Regions from separate parts of the Rattus norvegicus genome. Here region 2 is linked to region 1. Evidence: chromatin contacts called from public Hi-C data. All regions are on one chromosome and are shown on one strand. The core of a region is the stretch at or near the end of the contact, and the rest is flanking DNA. Distances in the headings are between cores, read along the strand shown.

Region 1 (4,979 bases), core at 1,113-3,612:
CCAAAATGTAGAACAAAATACCCGGGGCTTTGTCTATGGAATAAAAATAGCCCCCCCCCTTTTTTAGTACTTTATCCTTTTCAAATTATTTTTTAAAAACACCTTAATCAATTTTTTAAACACAGGAGTTTGTGTGTTATTGTTTAATTTGATATAACTCTCAAATGTTTTTAGAGCAACTGTGTTGGAATCACAGGACGATTCAGAGGTCCTATGATTTCTTCTCCCTTCCACTCATACACAGCCTCCATCCATCCTTCCGCCTTTCTGCCAGAGAGGACATTTGCTACGGTTGATGGGTTCACTTCGACACATTGTTACCACCCAGAGTCCATGTTTATAACATGTTTCAGTCTTGTGCTGTATACTCTGTGAGCATAAGTTTTAAGCAATTTACATTTCACCCCTTCATGGCCTTTGATGAAATTTTTCTTGATAATTGTTGCCCACTGTGGTGTTAACCTTTGTCAACCTGACTGGATTTGAAATGACCTGGGATATACTCTTCTGGGCGTGGCTACCAGGGTGTTTCCAGAGAGCTTTAACTAAGGAGGGGAGACCCACTGTGAATGTGGGTGCCTCTGTTCCACTGGCTGGACTCCAGGATTACATGAAGAGGGGGAAGGGCGAACAGGTGAAAATTAATGTTTGTGTCTCTCTGCTTCCTGAGTGCAGACGCAATAGGACCAGCTGCCTCACAGTCCCACCTTCACACCTCCCCACCATGACTGTGTCTCACATCAACACTTGAGCCCAAATAAATCCTTCTTCCTTAAGTTGCTTCTTGTCAGGTATTATGTCCTGACAAGATCAAGAATTAACACATTTGTCTGACTTGTTTATTTTTGATTCCGTGTCCCACATTCTTCTTACGGTGATTTTAAAATTGTCTTTCAATTCATTTTCTTCGTTTAACATTTAATGACTCGCCGGACTAATCTGATGTTCTTTGTGATGGTGAATTGTGACTGTCAACTTAGAGGAGCTACCCAGGAGGCCAGCCTCTGGCCAGGTGTGTGATTAGGTTAACCTCTGGATAAACCTATACAGGATGATCTAGATTCTGTATATAATTGAGGTGGAAAGGCTCACCCTAACTGTGGGTAGTACCATTCCCTAGGCTACGGTCCTGGGCTGAATAGAGAGGAGACAGCAATCTGAGTGCTAGCCTTTGGGTCTCTCTGCATCTGTATTGTAGATGTGATGTGACCCTATCCTTCAAACCCCTGCCACCATGATAGACCATACCCTCAAACTCCGAGCCGCAATAAACCCTTCCTTGCGTTGCTTTTTTTTTTAAGATTTTATTTATTCATTTTATATATGACGAATACACTGTCACTGTCTTCAGACACACCAGAAGAGGGCATCGGATCTCTTTACAGATGGTTGTGAGCCACCATGTGGTTGCTGGGATTTGAACTCATGACCTCTGGAAGAGCAGTCAGTGCTCTTAACCACTGAGCCATCTCTCCAGCCCCCTTGCGTTGCTTTTGTTGGGTCTATTTTATCACGGTGATAAGAAAAATCACCAATATACTCCATGCTAAAGATAAGGATAAGAAAGGAAAATTTAAGAGGAACCGTAGAACCATCCATGGACTCCAACCGACCATGAAGGGGTCACATTATCTAACTTTAATGTCTTAGGTGAAGTCCTCTTTCTGTCTTTAGTCTCAATGCCATTCGGGGTGTGGCAAGGAGTTCAGAGTCAGTGTTCATGACCTTTGAACTTTCTTCCATTTCTTTCCATATATCTAATACAGAAAGCTACTAAAGACTCTCTGGACCTAGCGGGTATGAATGGGCCCCTGAAAGAGAAGCAGACCACTGTAAGTGTTCTCGCCAGGGCACTGAGGCAGACACAGCCTGCAGCCAAGATCAAGTAAATTGAGCTAGCCCAGGATGCTAGTCCACGGAAAGGACGGAGGTAGGTCAGAGGTACCAGTGGGATTATGCATGAGGCCACCACCACCGGTCCCAGGAGGAATTGTCCCAACGAAAGTTAAAAGTCTATGACAACCAGATCTAATCCCAGAGTCTGTACATGTAGTGACAATTAGAGGAACATCTTCTTTTATGACCACCCTCGGTAGACACAGTGCCAGTCCCTCCACAAGCCACTTTGCCCTACATGGCCATGAGCTGTCCCTTTGTCCTGTACAGTTGTCAGAGGGAACAGTTAACAAGGTCTGGTGCAGCAGGGAGCTTCTGTGAGTGACACCTAAGAACAGTGTTTATGTTTTCTGCTTCTCTGGGGTTGTAGGTAAGAGAAGCTGACCTTGCGGCAGCAGTGAATCACTTCCTGTGGCCACCACTCTGCTCATGGTACAGCTATTCTTGACAGCTGTATAAAATTCTAAATCCAACTCTGGGCATGCGTTTTATTTGTTTAATGAGAACCTAATAAGTTACAGTGGGGGTGGAGGCAAAAAGTGGGAAGAACTGAGTCAGCGAAGAGAAATGTAAGAAACACCCTTGTTGAAAGAAAATAATTCCCAACAGCGGCAGTGGCGATCTCTACAACTGTCACAGGGAAAATGAGAAATCCCGTTTAGAGCCAGACCTGTGGTGATTTCCCACTTCCTGTGGAAGAACTGCATATCTTTAAAGCGAGAGAGTGCTGCCAGGCTCCCGTAGCATCTACAGCAAACCTCAGCCTTGACTTGGCAGCAGGAATGATGGGAACCTCTCCCATTCTTTACCAGATCTGGTTCCTTCTCTTTAGTTGAGATGCCAAGGAGTCCTCTGCCTGGGATTAAGCTGATGAGAGTGGCTGTGAGTGTGTCAGGCGTGCTGTTGTGAGTGTGTCAAGTGTGCTGCTGTGAGTGTGTCAGGTACAATGCTGTGAGTGTGTCAGGTATGGTGCTATGAGTGTGTCAAATACAATGCTGTGGGTGTTTCAGGTGTGATACTATGGCTGTGTCAGGTGTGATGCTCTGAGTGTGTTAGTGTGGTACTGTGAGTATGTCAGGTGCAATGCTGTGAGTGTGTCAGGTGTGATGCTGTGAGTGTGTCAGGTGTGCTGCTGTGAGTGTGTCAGGTACAATGCTGTGAGTGTGTCAGGTATGGTGCTATGAGTGTGTCAAATACAATGCTGTGGGTGTTTCAGGTGTGATACTATGGCTGTGTCAGGTGTGATGCTCTGAGTGTGTTAGTGTGGTACTGTGAGTATGTCAGGTGCAATGCTGTGAGTGTGTCAGGTGTGATGCTGTGAGTGTGTCAGGTGTGCTGTTGTGAGTGTGTCAGGTGTGCTGTTGTGAGTGTGTCAGGTGTGCTGTTGTGAGTGTGTCAGGTGTGCTGTTGTGAGTGTGTCAGGTGTGCTGTTGTGAGTGTGTCAGGTGTGCTGTTGTGAGTGAGTCAGGTGTGCTGTTGTGAGTGTGTCAGGTGTGCTGTTGTGAGTGTGTCAGGTGCAATGCTGTGAGTGTGTCAGGTGCAATGCTATGAGTGTGTCAGGTGTAATTTTACTCAGTACCAATGGAGAGTGCACTGGCCCACTATAGCTACTGGAAGAAGTGTCATGACTGGCAGCTGAAGCACCACAAAATTGTCTCCTGTTCTGGAGGCTGGAGATCCTGATGGAGGTCTCAGCAGGGCTGACCTCCTCTTGACGTATGAGGGGATGCCTACCCCAGGTCCCTTTCCTTGGCTATTGGAATCCACCTCCTGTGCTACCTTTCCTCCAAGCCTTGGGCTGCTGGCCCCTTCCTCTTCTGTCATTTCACGGTCCACACGCATCACATTTTTACCAGCTTTGCAGAGCGCAGGACATTGCTCAGGAAACCCTTCCCAGACATCAGCTGAGTGAGTGCTGAAGACCCCAAGGAGGGCACCAGTGCCATGTTTTAAAATGAGCTCCTCCTGTTCTGTGTTCTGTGCCTAGGGTCAACTAGCCCCTTCCATGAAAGAAGACAATTGTGAAAATATTTGGAATGTGAATGATTGCAGACTTAGGACTCCATGGACTCTGACTGCCCTATTGCCAAGCTGGGACCTGAGCCCTATTAAGGGATGGGTTTTTAAAAAAATTACCTATCTACTTATTTATTTAATACATATGAGTACACTGTAGCATCTCCAGACACACCAGAAGAGGGCGTCAGATCCCATCACAGATGGGTCTGTGCTGGATCCACCATGTGCTTGCTGGTAATTGAACTCAACCTCTGAAAGGGAAGCGAATGCTCTTAACCAGTGAGCCATCTCTCAGCCCCTGGGAATGGCTTTTAAAGTCCTAAACTTCAGTGGAAGACTGGGAGGAGAGAACAGATATGGTGGAAAGCTGATGTGACCTTGGAAGTGTGTTATGACCCCAGACATCCAGGTGACGTGAGCCATCTCACCAAGAGAGTCCTGAAGGATACGATCCCACAAGAGTGTTTCCACAACAAGGGAGCCAGAGGGGCTCAGAAAAGCAAAACACATGATTGACAAGACAAATGCAAACTAGATTGTGAAGAAGGTTTTTCTATTCCAGGAACAAAGCTGTCCCCACCACCTCTCAGAAGCAGCACAACTTCATCTCTTACAATTTCTCTAAGATTCATTTATTCTTGTTTTGCATGTATGAGGATTTTTGTGGCACATACCTAAGTGTACCACATTCATGCAGTACCACAGAGGCCAGAAGGTGGAGACTGATTCCCATGGAACCAAAGTTATGGACAGTGGGTGCTGGGAACCGAACCCAGAACCTCTGCAAGAAGAGTGAGTGTGCTCAACCACTGAGCCGTCTCTTCAGCTCCACCCCTGACTCCATTAGACTAATAAGAGGTTAATGGAGTTCCTGTGGTGCTGTCCCCAGGAGTGGTGGTTCCTGGTGAGGGCTCTCTTCTTGCATTTGAGTGTCTCCAGGGATGTATAGGATGGGAGTGGTTTACAGAGACACTGAGGTGTACTTTTAGAGACCCATCTGCAAATATGGCCACCCTGGCAGCTGGGACTTCAACATGTGTTCTGGGGATGATATATATAACACT
Region 2 (4,894 bases), core at 849-3,348, 96 kb after region 1:
CTTCCCAGTGAACGGAGCCATAACAGTCAATGAATAATCGCAGAGCTCAGCCAGGCTAGGCGCTAACTCTGCTCAGTAACTAGGAAACCATCCAAGAAGAGGAAGAGGGGGTGGGCGGAACAAACAGAAAAGGTAAATGTGTATCTGTTATGTTCCGAAGTATGTAACTGATCAGGTTGAGGTAGGTGGGGCCACCACAGACAGAACACAGAGGTGCCTGCCGTCTCTGAGAGCTCCCTAGCCGCCATGAGTACGTCTAGCTACTGTTCTTTTACTTTAGGTATCACATACTCAGACCTGGCAGGTTGGGGTGGCTTTCCTGAAGACTGTCCTTCCTCTTCATGTATGTGAGAGGGCCCCCCACCCCCACCCCCCACCCCTGCCAGAGATTTTCCTAAAATGCTCATAAAAGAGAGTTCAGAAAAAAGTTGTCATTCAGATATTTGGAACCCGTCTCTACCAAGTTTTCAGCCCTGCTGATAAACCCTATTATAGGTTTGCTTCATCATCTAAGCAACGTTTAACAATAGGGGTGCCATGACACTCGGGGTACTAATTTCTTTTGTAGCTTTCGGTGGCTCAGTATTATCAAGCGCTGCCCTCCAGCTGTCAGCCTGAGCAGCCCTGAAAGGTATGTTTTCTTGGCTCAAGAAGGCCTTCCTGGACCAAAGAAGTCTCAGAGTACCCACGGTCTCTGGAGCAGAAGAGGTGGGAACAGGCGGTCCTGTTTTGGGTACCTGAGCTTCAAGAGATCCCTATGTGTATCCATACCAAGCTTCTCAGGCACGTGGTCAAGGTGTGAGCATAGGTGCGGGGAGAGAGGGCCCACAGACACACTCCTTCAGATAAGTCCGTACCTTCTGCTGGTTTTTTTTTCTTTCCTTCTTTAAGTTAGCATATGCCGCTCCATGTCTCCATGGAAACGGAACAGGGAATCTGTCTTCTATTTAGGGAGTTCCTCCTTGACCTGGGTTCTCTGGTCCAGACCTGAATTCACACGGAGAAGCCCTGAGGAAATATCAATCCCCTGTGAACCTAGCTGTTTTAGCTTAGTGGATTGGGCCTTGACTCCTGCAAAGGTGATACACTAGAGAGAAGTATCAAATGCAACAGTATCTTGATTGGCAACAACTTCAGAAGGGGAGTTGCCATGGAAACCAGGAACCCTGAGTACAAGGGAAGGTGGGACCTTCTACTCCCTTCCCAGCAAGTCTGTCCTTGTACCAATCGTCGGTCCCGCGGCCTTGACTAAGCCTGCCATTTGCAATTTCCTACAAATCTCGGGTATCGATCTAAACTCAAGGAGGAACGCAATAATATTGAACGTACACCTATGCCTCCGGACCAATCACATAGGTTTCCAATCATGGACTCGGCGCCTTCTCACCAAAAAGGAAACCACCCTCTGGCTGGTGTTTTGACCATGAGTTTGGGAGAGTCACGTTGGACTTGGCATGTTGTTGACCTGGCAGACCATGTTAAGTAAAACACCAGTGCTTTGAAGCATTAGTAAGACTAATAATAGATGGCGCCGGAGTGCTCAGCTAGGTTGGCGCTAAGACTCGGCTCAGCCCTAGGGGGCGCTATCCACACCTAGGTAGTAGGAGGGGCCTCCCAAGACTCAAGCGGCTGCGCCACGTTCTGCTCTTCCACTCGCGACTCCGCCACCCGCCCACTTTGTGCCTCCCTAACCCCACGTAAGAGTCTTTTCACGTCGGAGGGACCAGAAATCAGGACCCACACGTAGCTCCAAACACAGGACCGGTTCTACCGCAGAAGCCTAACCACTCAATCCAAGTGCCACCAGGGCCCCCAGCTTGGACCTGCAGACGGCCGTGCGCCAGGGAGACGCGGGCGGACACGGCCCTGCCCTTCTAGCTGAACCTCCTGGGCACAAGGCCCAAGCTGGGCCTTAGGAGCAGGGGCCAGCAGGCAGGCGACAGCCGGCTGCAGGGGCGCAGGGAAGGGCCCGGGAGCAGCGTGGATCCGCCGCTGCGGGAGCACACTCTCCTCCCACGCCGGCCTCGCGCTTGCTCCTCCTCCGCGCTCCCTCCGTCACCCCTGCTGTCCCCTCCCCCGGTCCCCTCCGGCCCTCCCCCAGCTCCAGAAGAGCGCGCGGCCAGGGGATCGGGCTGGTTACTTCCTCCACCGCGGTGCTGAGCACGGAGTGGACACCACTAAGGCCCGCCAGTCCCTGCCACCGTCTCCGACCCCGCGCGCCCGTATCGGCCCTACGCCTTCGTCTCGCTGGGCCTTGCCGGCCGGGACCGCCGCGATCTCCTCTCCCCGCCGCCCTCCGGCTGGCCCTGCTTGCTGCGGCGCGGTAAGAGCGGCCCCCGTGCGCGACGTTCCTCGGGAGGGACTCCGCCCGGGGTGGGGTGCAGTGCGGGCGGCCCCTGCTCCCGCCGGTTGATCGCGCGCCCCGGAGCCTCTCCAGCTGGTTCCTAGGCACCCAGTGGCCTCAGCCGGGGATCCGGGAACCGGGCCGGGAGCGGGCAGCCCGCTTTTGTTTTAGGGAAGCCAGTGGTCGCTCTGTGCGGTTCCTGCCTGGGGCGCGGGTCTGTGTTTCTCCAGGGGGCTTGAGACACCTGGAGAGATGGCCGAAGTAGCCCCAGGTTTGGGGTGACTTGAGTGGGAGAGGAGCTAGGCCTGGGAGGATGTGGGGGTGTCCGACGCCTGAAACACCTGGGAAGTTGCGGCTCCCGGGAACATGTCACCTGCTCGGCCAGCTCTCGGTTCCCCTGGACCCTGGGAAGCCAGTACGGGACACGTCCAAGTAGGGGTGCGCGTGGCTGTTCTGCTTTTATTTTCCCCGTAGAACATATGAATGAAGGGGTAACCCGAAGCGTTTGCATATTTGACCTTTTTTTTTGGTTTTAATTTATTATTTAATCTCATAAGACTTGTACTAGCCTGCACTCAATTTCAGGGGAGCCTAAAATAGTAGTTGACTCGCTACTAATTTAGAAAGTAAAGCAGTGTGCAGTCCTGGTTGGAGACAGGAGTCATTTACTGTTGAGAGAGAGACTTACTCCCTGCTGTGAAAGCTCCTGCGCCCTTATCAGTCTGCCCACAACGCCAATCGGGAGATACATCTCCGTGTTAAGCTTTTATTAAAATCTGAGTAATCTTGCAGTACAGTTAATGTGAACACCGCGCATCCCACAGGGAAATAGTCAAACTCTCATATATGGAATTAGTCATTCATCTCTCTAAACTGATCGCTAAGCGAAAAGCAAACCAACCTTCAAAAGGTTTTTTTTTCTTTTATTTTTTTTAACCTAAATTTTACCTAAATACAAACCTATGCTCTTTTATGTAAGTGATTACCTGTTCCAATAAGGATACAGTTATCCGGGAAATTCTTGTTTCAAAACTTAACTATTCTCAGCCATTACATTTCTGCCATTTTCTTCCATTTCTTGTACACCCCCCCCCCAACCAAAGTACCAAAAAGCTCTAAACTTGAAAATTGATTTATCTAGAGTCTTGACTTGTCCCAGGGGTTAGCAAGCACATCCAGTAGGATAAATGGACTTAAATTTGATTAGCCGCGTGTCTGCCTGAAGCCATTTAGTAGAGGGCTTTAATTCTACATGGTTTTTTACAAAACTCATTAAAAGCCAGGCAACAAAGGAACCCTGTTCTGTAGCCAGTAATTACAGCTCTTTATGTGGGAGTTTGAGCCTCCCTTTTCTGCTCCTGTTTGTACACAAAAGGCAGGGGAGCTCTATTCTAGATCTCCAAAGCTATTCTCTGCCTATCTCAGAAGCGAAGAATCACGGTGAAGTCCCCAAGTGTCTGCACATTGGGACCACAGAAAGCGCTATCCGACTGGCCCTGGAGGGAACATGTGGACACCTCTGTCTGTGTCGCTGGTTTTCTGAGGGTGGCTTGTGTTTAATCAACAGGTTACAGGGCTGACTTCATCTAAGTAGGCGACCTGAAGTTCTCAGTTGGCGGGCATTTCCTAGGGCTGAAGTGTGACAGAAAGGCCTGGTTTAATCATAATTGCACACTCTGCTTCAGTGGGCTGTGGTAGGCAAAGCCCACTCAGCCATGGCTAGGATTTAAGGCCCTACTGATCTGAGGTGAACCTCCATAGACACCCCCACAGGAATGTGACCCGGGCCAGTGACTCAGTATCATCGGGCCTCAGTTGTCTCGGAATAAGGTGATTTTCCTTTTGGAACCCGCGCTCAGGAGGATTGAGGACGTGGGACTTGGTCTTCCCATCAGGCATTCTGTCTAGCCTTCATCTGTGAGGAATATTGAACATTCAGTGAGTGTAGCTAAATAATATACCAAGGGAGAGCCTGAACAAATATGCCTTCTCTGGAGACTGCACAGGCCCTGCTGTGACCTTACCGGGAAGGTGGCTCCTTCAATTCGTCTCAGCTTTTCTGGACTATTCTAACCCAAATCTGCAATCAGAAGCCTCCCCCAGGATTCCTTTCTGCTCTCGATGCCTTCTATCAAGGTGTGAGTGTGCACATGTGTGCACTCACTCGCACATGCTGCACATGTCGGTATAGGCATGTGACTAGTATGTGTTAGTAGGGAATTGTTAAGCCATCTGCCATTGGCCATAATGTTGACTATAAAAAGACACAAGAAAGGGGAATCAAAGGAAGTTTAAGTAATTCTTTGAGGCTATGCTATCTGCTGCCTCTAGTGAGTTCTATCAATTGCATGCTAATTTTAGTGACAGTGTGTGGTTAGCAGGTGGGTGCGCATGAAGGAGAGCGGAGGGTGGGGGCGGGTGGGGGTGGGGCTGAGGTTTGCACACTCCACACCATGGAGCTATTGAAGGCTCCAGTTCTGTAGCTCAGAGCCTGGAAGACAGGAGCTGCCGTAGAGTGATGGTGTGTGGAAATGAGGTTCGGTGACTGGG

Evidence for each region. Hi-C and Micro-C count contacts between places; a contact is called where the count stands out from the background.
Region 2: a contact with region 1 is called in a Hi-C map of the A7r5 cell line, with 2.0 times the contacts expected there. The contact joins the promoter of Ets2 here to the enhancer-like site in region 1. A contact is called at or near these places in 2 of 12 Hi-C or Micro-C datasets (the A7r5 cell line and mammary epithelial cells).

The regions. Positions count from the first base shown.
Region 1 is chr11:48,393,034-48,398,012 of GRCr8, forward strand. No RefSeq gene overlaps it. Among named protein-coding and RNA genes, the nearest start is that of Ets2, 96 kb to the right of the region's middle. Within about 2 kb of position 2,363, at least 4 of the 93 cell types and tissues checked have an H3K27ac peak or open chromatin away from gene starts, as enhancers often do. A contact at or near this core is called in the A7r5 cell line, where this site is marked.
Region 2 is chr11:48,488,959-48,493,852 of GRCr8, forward strand. Ets2 (ETS proto-oncogene 2, transcription factor) reads left to right here and starts at 2,099. Exons shown (of 10, transcript NM_001107107.1): 1 at 2,099-2,323.